Linked DNA regions of Sus scrofa: region 1 is linked to region 2. The links are chromatin contacts, called in public Hi-C maps. All regions are on one chromosome and are shown on one strand. The core of a region is the stretch at or near the end of the contact, and the rest is flanking DNA. Distances in the headings are between cores, read along the strand shown.

Region 1 (5,860 bases), core at 2,428-4,927, 69 kb after region 2:
TGGCTGCAGCGGCGAGAGGGAGGCAGCTGGGAGGAGGCCACCAGGGAGTTGGGGGCAGGAGCCCAAGGTGGCCTGACCCAGGGTGGTGGCCATGGGGGAGAAGGGGGACAGCTGATGTGTGGCGTGGGTGGGTCTGCATGCGTGACCTCCAGGATGGCAGCTGAGGACAGGGCTGGCTCCTTCTGAAGAGGAGGGAAGTGGGGGTCAGCACAGTGACATGGGGTGCGGGGGAGGGACAAGCCAGGCTGGCTGCACAAGGGGCTTCTGGCTTCTCATCCTGGCCTGGGCGCCGAGAACTGTCCCCAGCCTACAAACAGGGTGACCCCGGTCTCAGACACACGGCCCAGGGACACACATGCACAGAGACAGACATAGGCCTACACAGATACACACACGCATGGCACACACACACATGTACACAAACACACACGTGTACAGGCTGTTTTACTGTGCTCAGCAGATACTGCTTTTTTTTTTTTTTTAAACAGACTGAAGGTTTGCAGCAACCCTGCATCAAACAAGTCTATTGGCGCCATTTTCCCGAAAGTACCTGCTTACTTTGGGTCCCTGGCTCACGTTTTGGTCAGCCTCACAATATTTCAGACCCCCCACCAGCAAAAAAGATTGCAACTGCCTGGAGGCTCAGAGGATGGCTAGCAATTTTAGCAACACAATAGTTTTGGTTTTTTGCTTTTTAGGGCCACACCCACAGCATAAAGAGGTTCCCAGGCCAGGGGTCGAATCGGAGCTTCAGTTGCCAGCCTACACCACAGCCACAGCCTCGCAGGATCGAGCCGTGTCTGTGATCTACACCACAGCTCATGGCCACGCCGGATCTTTAACCCACTAAGTGAGGCCAGGGATTGAACCTGCAACCTCATGGTTCCTAATCGGATTCGTTTCCACCGCGCCACGATAGGAACGCCAGCAATAAAAGTGTTTTAAATGAAGGTATGTACCTTGTTTTTAGACATAATGCCACTGCACTTAAAGGACTACAGTACAGCATAGGCAGAACTTTTCTGTCCACAGAGTAACCAAAAACTTCATGTAGCCACTTTATTGCCGTGGTCTGGAACCGAACCCCCAGCATCTCCGACGTATGCCTTCCCCCACAAACACAGACTTATATACAAGGTCACAAATATCCCCCACGTGCATACACGCCCGTCTGCGTGCCTGCATGCATGGACACACCAACAAGCATGCACATTGGAAAAGACACCTTCACACATATGCATGTGCCTAGACAACCCCCGGGAGACCAAGCCTTGGTCAGAGGGCCTCCCTCCATGCTGACACATCAGAAACAGGCCTCAGTGGCCCAGGGAGGCCCCCGCCCTTGTCCCCTGAGAGCCCACCATTCCCCAACTCTGGCCAGCCAGCATTGGGCGAGGCCACGCTGGCCCAGTTGCCCTGGGAAGAGGCAGGCGGTGATAAGGAGCCACCCGGCAGAAGCACCCTCTCCTGGGCCCCACCTTCCCAGGAAGAGGCCAGCTTCCTGGAGAAACAGTTCTGCTATGGGAGGACAAAGGCCCAGCGTGGTGACCAGCTGTGACACCTTGGTGGCATTCTCGGGTAGCCCTAAGCCCCTGCCCAGTGCCCCTCCCCGAGGCCACTGGGAGCATTGGCAGGGAGGCTGGGGCTGGGGAGGTGTGGCAAAGCGGGGCCCATTCTGTGGCTCTGCGGTGCCTGGGGAGCCAGCGGTTGGCCCCTTCTCCCTGCTCCCCTGAGAGCCACCGCTGCGGCCGCAGCCCCGCCCTTCCTTCCCACGGAGGCCTCTGCTCTCCGCCCCCCACTTCCCAGCAGAAGGGCTGGAGCCAGACACTGAGATAAGGGGCTTGTTTTCTAAGGGCCCGGAATTCGGTGGAGATTGCGGGTCAGGGCCAGAGGGCTCTCGGGTGGGGGAGGGCACAGCGAGCCCTTCCTCTGGATGGGAGCCTTCGGGTCCCAGACGCCATGGGGACTCACCATTTCCGTCCTCTGGGAATGGTCCCACAGGCACAGGGGAGAGGTGGAAAGTTCCAGGGAGGTGGCCCTGACCCCGGGTGTAGCTGTTGGGCTCCATCACCAGCCCCTGCTGCCTTCTTCAGCCAGGCTGGGCCTCTTGCAGGACCTCAAACAGTCCAGCTGCCAACTACCCCAAGCCTTTCCCCATGCAGTTCCCTCTGCCCTTGTCTGATTAACACCTTGCTCTGCCTTCAAAGCTCAGCCCAATCACTGCTTCCTCCAGGAAGCCTACCCTGATGCCTTGACGAGGCCACAGGCAGCTTCTCCCAGCACTAGCAGACAGCATCCTGTCCCCACCCCAAGGGTCTGACCGCCACGAGCAGGCCGCTCTTGCTCTCATTTATCTGCAGACCCGACCTGGAGCAGGCACACAGCTGAGCTCCGATGAAGGTCAATGTCAGGTGAAGGCTGAGAGTCCTCTTTGCTGAGGGGTGCCCTGATCAGAGCTGCGGGTGCCTCTTTGGTGACTGTAGCCCCTCCGGACTGACCTCCTCCAGTGGGGAAGAGACATCTGTGGCCTACACTCGGGAAGGGGAGCTGCCGAACTGGGCTGGGCACTCCCTGAGTGAGGGTAGGTCACCCTGCAGGAGGCCCAGCCTTGGCTGAGTCAGGGTGCACCCCACAGCAGCACCAAGCCTGGGGACCCCGGGATGTGACCAGAAACCATGATAAAGCAGCAGCAGTAAGAGGGCAAACATTCATACGGAGCACTTACTACCAGGCAGGCACCACGCTCAGCACAAAGCACCTTGCCACCAAATCCTCAAAACAGCTCCTTTTGCATGTAAGGAGACTGAGGCACAGAGAGGTCAACTGGCTTGTCAAAGCCACACCCTGGTAAGTAGGCAATTAAGTCAGTCGGGCGTGACTACTACCCTGCAGGGGCCCTCGGCAGTCCACCCCTCCAGGGCCAGGGGTGTGGAGGAGGGGGCTCTCCGTGCACCCCTCTAATTACACCTCCATGTGCTGCACCATCTTTGCATCCCTCTGCTGGCACCCAGACAAAGCCTGATCACCAGTAGGTCATCAACTGAAAAAAGCAGATGATGGGAAGCTGCCTTTTTTTTTTTTTTTCCTTTTCAGGGCTGCACCTGCCGCGTATGTAAGTTCATGGGCTAGGGGTCAAATCAGAGCTGTAACTGCCCGCAGCTGTGTCTGCGATCTATGTGGCAACACCAGGGATCGAACCTGCATCCTCGTGGATACTAGTCAGGGTCTTAACCTGCTGAGCCAGGACAGAAACTCCTAAGGGAAGCTACTTTTCGTGGGCAAAGGTAACACAGTGCTTCAGAGCTGGACTCTCCTGGTCAAGCGACCTTAGGGCCGTTCACTGGCTCTGTGCGTCTCAGTTTCCCCCCGTGCAAAACGAGGTGGTAACAGTACTTGCCCTCGAAGGGCTGCTGGGAGGCTTACCTACGCCCACACTTACAAAGTGCCCGGGACGCTGCGGGCCGACGGGAAGAGGCACACGAGCGTCTGCTCTGTAACCACTTGCCTGGTCTCCGTCTCCTCCTGGGTAAGCGGGGTGAACCCTTCCTCTCCCGCATTCCGCGCCCGCTCGCAGCCCGCCGCGACGACGGCTGAACTACAACTCCCAGCATGCCGCGGGGCCCTGACGGCCGAACTACAACTCCCTGCACGCCGAGCCCCATCCCCACCCCGGCCCTGGTCAGCCGCGGCCGAAGTCCGGGAAGCCCTGCCCCGCCGCTCCGGGCCGCTCCCGCCGGGAAGAGTCGGGGCAGGGGGCCGGCGCGGCCCCCGCCATGCTCTCCAGCCTGTCCCGGGCCGCGGCCCGGCGGCACTGGGCCCTCTGGGCGCGGGGGTCTGGGAGCCTGGCCGGGGTCCCGACGCACGTGGTGGACCTGCGCAGCGACACGGTTACCCAGCCCGGGCCGGCCATGAGGCGCGCCATGGCAGAGGCCGTCGTGGGGGACGACGACTATGGCGAGGACCCCACCGTGCGCGGTGAGCCCGGCGTGCAGGCCGGGGTCCTCGCGGCGACCCCAGCGCGCTGTCCGAGGTGCTGGCAGGAGAGGTGGCCTGGGACCCAGGGGTGGCGGCCCGGCTGCTGGCTGGGCATTGCGCTTGGCACCTTTGCAACTCAGTCTGACCTGTCACTCGAGAGCCTGCTAGAAATACAGATTCTCGGGTCCCACAGCGGACCTGCTGAGCCAGAATCTGCAACTTAAGAGGACGGCCGGTGACTCGTGGGCTCACGACCCGGTGGGGCCCCACTGCCCATGAGCTGGATGTTAGCTCATCTTGCAGAGGAGGGCTCTGAGAAGCCAAGCCAAGGGCTCGAGGTCCCATACCTAGAAAATGGCAAAGCAGGATGTGAAGCCAGATCGTCTCACTCTAGAACCCACCACTTGCCCACATGAAAACAAACAGAAAATCTGTCTAGAAAAGGGGTTCTCCACAGGCTGCACCTCCCGAGGAGTGGGTTCTAAAAACCCCACCAGTGTTTTCAAGGTGACCGGTGCCCCCACCCTGGGTTGAGAATTGCTGCCAGGGTGAGCCAATGCTATGGCTGGGCTGCATACAACGGTAGCCGTGCCAGGGCCAAGCCACAGGGTCACCACCTGAGCCCTGAGGGAATGGCTATGCGTCCGGTGGTGATGGCGCTGATCATGCATCCAGCAGACACCCACTGTCGCCTGGAGCCTCAAAGATGCTGGGCCACTGCTCAGCAGGCAGCCTGCTGCATAGACAGTTACCCCCCTGGGATGAAGGAGGTGCTGGGGTGAGCAGGCGTCCGCAGAGCGTGTCTTGGGGACTGGGGGTGGGTGAGGGAGGCACAGGACTTACAGGAAAGGGCGACTCTGTGAAGGAACCGCTTAAAAGAAGAGTGACGTGCTCCACCCCGAACCCCGGCCCCGCGCAGGGAAGGGAATGCTGGGGAACGAGAGGCACAGTGCTGAGGAGTAGGCTCAGGATCTGGACAGGGTGCGGCTGGAGCGGGGGGGGAGGGGGGCCACCGCTGTGCCGGGAGGGGGAGGCAGAGGCCAGATCCCACCAGCTTTGAATGTCATGGTTCGGACTTGATGCCGCAGGCAGAGGGGAGCCACAGTGCGCTTTAAAGCAGAAGCAGGAAGCCCCACCCCTTCCAGCCCCCCTCAAGTCCCCCAGAGTCTCCCCTTCTGAGGGCTCCTGTCCTCTGTTCTGGGAGAGGAAGTCAGCAAGGAAACCGCAGGGCCCCACCTGCAAGGGACTGATGGGAAAGGAAGTGAGACAGGTGTGAGGTCTGGGTGGGACGGGGGTTCAAACCACAGAGTTTCAATGTGGGGGGAGAAGCTGGCCCAGAAAGAGGCAGGGCGCAGAGGGTTGACTGAGGGGCCCCTGGACCCTGTGAGGTCACCAAGACCACAGACTGCAGCTGGCCGACCGGAGCTGGCGTCTTGCTCGGCCACTCACCGCAGCCTTGGGCAGGGCGCCCTCATCCGGACAAGGGGCTCATGGGGTCGGCAAGGAGAGAGTCCGGAGAAGGGCCATTTTTTGATGGGCTCCCGCCCCCATCCCCCCCCCCCAGAGCTGCAGGCCACGGCTGCGGAGCTGCTCGGGGTGGAGCGGACCCTGTTTGTGCCCACAAACACCATGGCCAACCTCATCTCTGGTGAGCATGGGGCGACTTCCAATCACCCTCCAGGCCCTGCCTCCACGCTTGTCCCTTTTGTGCTGGGGACCATGACACCAGTGGAGCCTGAGCCCTTGGGAACCTGTAGACACACCCTCCTCTCAACCCTTCCTGCCTGGGGGTCCTGCACTGAACCTTGTGACTTTGCATGCTGCCACACCTTTATCAAATTGTCCCTTCATCAAACACTGGTTTCCCAGTGTGCGTGTGTCCTCT
Region 2 (6,158 bases), core at 2,301-4,800:
GCCACATCTGGGACTTCCACCACAGCTCACGGCAGCGCCGGAGCCTTAATCCACGGAGCGAGGCCAGGAACTGAACCTGCGTCCTCATGGATGCTAGTCGGGTTCTTAACCTGCCGAGCCACAACGGGAATTCCACCGTCTTCCCGTGGCTGCTGCCTCCGTCTTCCCGTGGCTGCTGGCCTCTCCCCGGCTTTTGGCGACCATGTGGACGCATCACTCCAGTTTCTGCCTCTGTCTTTTCATGGCTGGCTTCCCTGTGTGTCTGTGGCCAAGTCTCCCCCCTCTTGTATCCAATCCTTGGATTAGGGCCCCAATAAAGCCAGTATGACCTCATCTTAACTAACTACATCTGCAAAGACCCTATTTCCAAATAAGGTCACATGTACAGATCCCACGTGGACGTGATTTGGGGGACACTAATCAACCCAGTTCTGTTGGCTGGTCTTGCAGGATCTAAAACCAAGGGTTTTTTTGTTTGTTTTTTCTTACAGCTTCCAGGAAGAGCCTGGGAAATGTGTCCTTCTTTGCTCTTGGGCAGAGCAACACGAGGAAGATGCTTCATCAAAGACATCTTGAGCGAGGGACAGGCTGAAAAGGCACCGGGGGATGGGCCCAGCAGATGGCCTGGCCAAGGGCAGGGCTGAGAGGCAGTCTGCATGGCCAAGGGCCGTGCCTCTTGGGGAGGAGGGAGCATGCGTCTGTAGCCTGCCTGGCATGGCCCGGTCCCCCACAGACGTTGCCTCATTTAGCTGCAGGGATGTCTCTGATATTTCTCTAGTGAAGAGCTTCAGTCTTTGCAACCTCAGATGACCTCACACGCAAGAAAGTGCATCCTCTAGAAAGCTTATTCTGAGCTTCCATAGGCAAGAGACAGAGGGAGGTGGAGCCTTGGGGCTGGGCGTGGGAAATCTAGCCTGTGCCACCGTTCTTCGGCCATGTCACCTAGAGAAAAGTTCGGGGGGCGCCCAGCAGCCAGCTCTCTGCACACCCTGGGTATCCGACCATGAGATGGACTCAGGAGCATGGCCGCCTCCATCCTTCAGGTGTTCCTGTTGGACCAGCTGACCAGCTTAGGGGCGCTGGGGATACGAAGTTAAGGGACTCTGATCTTCCTCCTCATCTGCGAGGAGGCGTGATGGAGACAGCTTCGGGTGGTCCATGCTGGCCACGGAGCAAGTTCTCAGGTCCTCCTGCAACCCTCCTCAACCAGGGCCTGCCGCCCTTTCTGTCTGCCCCGGTGGCCCGTCTCCTGCAACTGGGGACTCTGGACACACCTCTGGCCCTGAGAGGTTTCTGGGGGTACCCAGGTCTGTTGTCTAGAGCCTGGGAAAGGCGAGAGGGAGGATGCCAAGAAGGCAGGGGGTTATGCTCTTACCTGAACCACAGGAAGGGGACCGCCCTGCCCCAGCATACCCGCAGCTGCCTTTCCAGGGACAGGAAGTCAGCTGAGTACCGAGCAAACAGCGTGCCCGGGGGAGGGGCACAGGCAGCTGGGTGTCAGCTGAGCCACACTAGTTCCCACACTCAGGGGGCAGATGGAGCGGGGATTCGGGGCCTGGGTTCACTCCCAGCTCCAAGTTAGGAGACCAGGGCAGGCCTCTGAATCGGCTGCCTGATGGACAGAGTAATGGCCCCCACGCCCCAGGTTGTTGTCACAGATCAGTGAACGAGCTCCCACACTGCCTAGACTTAGTGAGTGCTGGGTCAGCACTGGCTGCTCTGAGGGCCCTGGGCAGACTTTTTTTTTTTTTTTTTTTTTTTTTTTTGCTCTTTAGGGCCACAATGGTGGCATATGGAAGTTCCCAGGCTAGAGGTCGAATTGCAGCTGCAGCTGAGGCCTACACCACAGCCATAGCAATGCCAGGTCCGAGTCACATCTGCGACCTATGCCACAGCTTTCAGCAATGCCAGATCCTGAACCCACTGAGTGGGGCCAGGGATCAAACCCGGATCTCATGGACACCATGTTGGGTTCTTAACCAGCTGAGCCACAATGGGAACTCCTGGACAGATTTTCTCGCAAGTAATCTAGCCTGCTTAGGGGAGAAATGGCACCCTCCTGGCAGCCCCGCCTGGCTTCCTAACTCTCCTTGGGAAAGCGGCAGTGCCCGCCTGCACCCCTCACACAGTGCAAGTGAGCTCCCTACTCCAGGGCCCCTCTCTGGCTGGCTTGCCCAACCGCAGGACAATCAGGCTTTTCGCCAGACAGTTACAGTAAGCCAGGCCCGCCCTTCCTTACGTGGGGTACCACTGTTCCCCAGTCCTGAGCCCTGGTTCCCACAGACAAAAAGGGGGCAGCGGATCAAGAGCCCCTGCCCAGCCTGGTACATGGGTGGCTCTCCCCACCACCCCCAGGACCCATCTTCCCAGCAATTTCTAGGGGCCGCTTAGTCCCAGCCACCAAGCGGCCCAGGCAGCAAAGGGCAGCTGAAGCAGCCGCTAACGTTCAGGAGAGGCTGACTCACTTCAGCCCGCCTGGGCTCCCTGTTAATATTCTTGGACCTCCGCCTGGGATTCCTGCAGGTTCCGACAGCAAGTTGAACCATCCTCTTGTATCAGGCGGGTTCCTAGGTAACCCCCAGGGGAGAGGGGGCGGGGAGGGCGCTGGCGCAGGGATGGATCCACCTCACCGGCTCCAGGCTGGGTTGGGAGGGGGCAGGACAGCGAGGTGGGAGGGCCTACCTGGTCCCAGGCCTGATGGAGGAGGGAGGGGGGCGAAGGCAAGAGGGGCACATTACATAATTATTCTATTTTCATCACAACCGCGCTGTATGGTCGCTATGACTAATGGCTGGTTAATAGATGAGGAAACTGAAGCTGGAAGGTTAAGGTGGGTGGAGGTCGGTGGCTGCTTGGGCACAATATGAGGTCAGGCATCTTCCAAAGGCTCCACTTCAGGGTCCGAGGAGGGGAACAGTGGGAGCCTAGGCCAGCGAGGCAGGGAGGCGGGGGCCCCGGGGTGCGCCTCTTGGGCACAGCAGGTACAGAGCCCGCCTGGTCCAGGACGGCATCTGACCGCTGGCACTCGCTGGAGCGGGGAGGGGGTGGCGGGCCAGGGCCTGGGTGGGGGTGTCCCTGCAGGCAGGTCCCTGCCGCCCCTCCCCCGCGGGGGAGACGTCCAGATTCCTCCGCCCTGGACGCGGACCATGGTCCAGGCGCACCTCGGTCCCGCCGCCCGGTTCGGGGCCACCGCGCCTCTCCGGACCACGTTTGAACGGGAGGTGTCCACACCCGCACCCGCCCGAGCGGCCGCCAGCTGCGGATGCCTCAGGCCTTCCATCAGCGCCGCGGCCCCGACGGGCTTCCTCGCGGGCGGGGAGGTCAGCGCCCCGCCCGGGATCCCGGTCCGATTCCCGCGGCGCGACCAGGGGGCCCGCTCTCCCGCGGCGTCCCCGGAGCCGGGGCGGCCCCTCGCACCGCCCGCCGCCGTCCCCGGCCTCCTGGCCCAGCCCTATTTCGGGCGCTGGCGCTGCGGCCCGGGCAGCCCTGCCCGGAAGGGAGGCTATTCTGGGCCGGGCGGCCGAGCAGCTGCGGCCCCAGCGCTTCCCGGCAGGGTGCGCAGCGGCCGGAGGGCAGGCAGGGGCAGGGCTCCCTCCCTCCCCAGCGCCCCACCTTCCTCTCAGGCCGCGCCCAGCTCCCTCCCCTTCTCTGGCCAGACCCGGGTCCTTCCCTTTACTGACGCAGTGTCCAGAGCCTGTGGCCACGGTGCCCCCTCCTCCCCGGCTGCCATGCAGGTGCCTCTCGGCCCTCTGCCCCCATCCTTGTCTGGGATGGTCTGCCAGCCCCCTGTGCTTGTCTGGGCACAGCCACTGCCCTTCCTGACCGTCGCCCCTCACCCAGGTATGCATATGGCTCAAGGTTGAATCCCCAGTGCCCAGCACAGGAGGGATGCCCCCCACAAGGTCATAAATGGAAGTTGCCAGACTACTGTGTGGAGGATACCAAATTCCAGTCCCTTGGTCCTCCCACCCTTTTTTTTTTGTCGCCTGCATGGCATGCAAAAGTTCCCTGGACTGGGATCGGCCCCCTGGCCACAGCAGCCACCTGAGTGACCCCAGCCACAGCAGTGACAATGCAGGATCCTTATCCTGCTGTCCCGTCTTGGGGTCTTTTTACATCCAGTCCTGCTAACCCTTCCACTGAGCGGGTGCCCCAGCTGCCCACTGGGCCCCTTCCCCCACCAGAGGGAATGAGCGCTTCATGGGTGTCCTGGGCTTGGAGGACGAAGCCCTGGGCATCTACTCTGGTTCCCTTGGGTCTACTCTGTAACCCTAGGACCCCCTGCTGGGCTCCTCAGGGCCACGCTCTTCCATGTGGGAACCGGATGAGAGTATCTGTGGTCTCTCCCACATCGTGGTTGAAGGGAGACAGAATATACGAGAAACCATCAGTAAGTCACACCTGTAATCTAACCCCATCTGCTCCCTCCAGAGCAAAAGGCATCCTAAAGAGAGAGTCCGAGGATGCTCGGGAAAGGGTAGAGGAGGGAAGCCAGCATTGCCCTACGCTCTGCTGGGTGCTTTTGGCCCGATCCTCTGCATATGGAAGGTCTGGGGAGCCAACCCATGCCGCAGCAGCAACCCAAGCCACATCGGTGGCAACGCCGGAGCCTTAACCTGATGAGCCACTAGGGAACTCCTCTGCCAGATGTTTTAACTAAGTCCTGATGTTGAGCCCACGCTTCTCGGACTTCCAGGTCGGCACAAACCACTTGGATCTTGCTAAAACGCAGACTCCGACTCCTCAGGCACAGCCTGAGATGCTGTATTTCTAACCAGCCCCCGGGGGGTCCCCACCCCGCCAGCACCCCACTGCAGGAGGAGGGAGGGAGACCCACACGGGCCCATCCACCTGGCATGCAGAGGCAGAGTCTGACGGTCAGGGAGACTGAGGGACTGCACTGGCGGGGCCAGCGCCCAGGCCCAGCGGGCCCGCAGCACGTCCCTCTGCCTCGAGGCTTAGTTGCTGGGTCTCCAGAAGCTCCCCCTTTCGCCCCAGACTCTCCTCCTGCCTGCAGTTTACACCCCCCAGCTAGTCTCCTTCTCTCAAATTATCCCACTGATGCCTGTACGTATCACACATGTACTAAATGTACACTTAGACTCAGTTAAAATAAAGACGGAATCGATTATATGTGAATACAAAATCAAACTCATCCCCAGAAAAAGAAAGACGGTGGAAATAAGGATACTTCATGGTGCCGTAGAGTTTTTTTACACCTTGGGTTGGCCGGGGTTCCCACCGCGGGATACGGGTCAAAGATCAGCCCAAAAGCCACCAAACCTGGGATGGAAATTAGATGAGAAAGAGAGAGACCTAGCGAGGGAAGAAAGTGTGGTTCTAATACGGGGCCCAGGAAGAGTCAGGAAACCACTTTCTCCGCAGGGCCCCGACTTCCACCTCTTCCGGGCTCGCTGGAACAGGTGGGGCGAAACCCTGCAAGGCAGGCAGGCGCCCTGGCTCGTGAATAAGTAACCCAGTGTTTTGACTCAGCTGGTTTCCTGACGCAGAGGCTGCAGCCTGCACCTCGCATGTGTGAGTGAAGCGGGGATCCACGGGGGAAGGCCATGTTTTCCAGATGTGCGTCTGTGTCGGAGGCCAGAGCTCCAGCTGAAACGCTCCAGCTCGTGTCCTGGTTTCCTGAAAGAAGAGCGTCTGCCCTGTCTTGGGGGCTCACAGTCTGGGGGTGGGGGGCGGTGGCTCCGGGCCCAGAACGCCTGGGAACTTGGCTGGCTAGGTCAAGTCCTGGCCCCGCCAGCCACTCAACGCCAAGGAAGGTGGGGACAACTTGCAGGGGGCTCCGGGTGCCCCGCCTGACACGGGGGCAGGTGCTCATGGTGAGAGTGGGTGTTGGGGGAGGGGGTGCTTCTTCTTTCACCTGCTCAGCCCTGTCGGGTGCCCCAAATCTGCCCTTCAATTCGGGGGCCCAAAAGAGCCCCACAAGTTCAGTTTCTTTTAAAGATGACCGCTTCCTCCAACTTGAGTAATTGGGGAAAAGTCACAGGTCCGGGGTTCTGAGAGGGAAGGAGGCCCCAGGGCGGGGGGTGGGGCCGAGTGGGAAGGGGCCGGAGCACTGGGAAAGTCACCCCTCTCACTTCTGCTTTGCGGGTTCTCAGCACCAAGCTGCCCACAGCCCTCTCCTCTCAGAACTTCCTCCG

The links. A called contact is a pair of places that touch in the nucleus more often than the background predicts.
Region 1: a contact with region 2 is called in a Hi-C map of alveolar macrophages, with 2.5 times the contacts expected there. The contact joins the promoter of LOC110255953 here to the enhancer-like site in region 2. A contact is called at or near these places in 1 of 5 promoter capture datasets (liver), 5 of 47 Hi-C or Micro-C datasets (alveolar macrophages, epiblast stem cells, liver and 1 more) and 1 of 2 datasets of contacts at active chromatin or transcription factors (alveolar macrophages).

Annotation. Positions count from the first base shown.
Region 1 is chr12:3,725,065-3,730,924 of Sscrofa11.1, forward strand. LOC110255953 (probable low-specificity L-threonine aldolase 2) reads left to right here and starts at 3,678. Exons shown (of 7, transcript XM_021066526.1): 1 at 3,678-3,975; 2 at 5,540-5,623. The coding sequence starts at 3,774.
Region 2 is chr12:3,656,496-3,662,653 of Sscrofa11.1, forward strand. No RefSeq gene overlaps it. Among named protein-coding and RNA genes, the nearest start is that of SOCS3, 15 kb to the left of the region's middle. Within about 2 kb of position 3,551, at least 40 of the 83 cell types and tissues checked have an H3K27ac peak or open chromatin away from gene starts, as enhancers often do. A contact at or near this core is called in alveolar macrophages, liver and retroperitoneal adipose tissue, where this site is marked.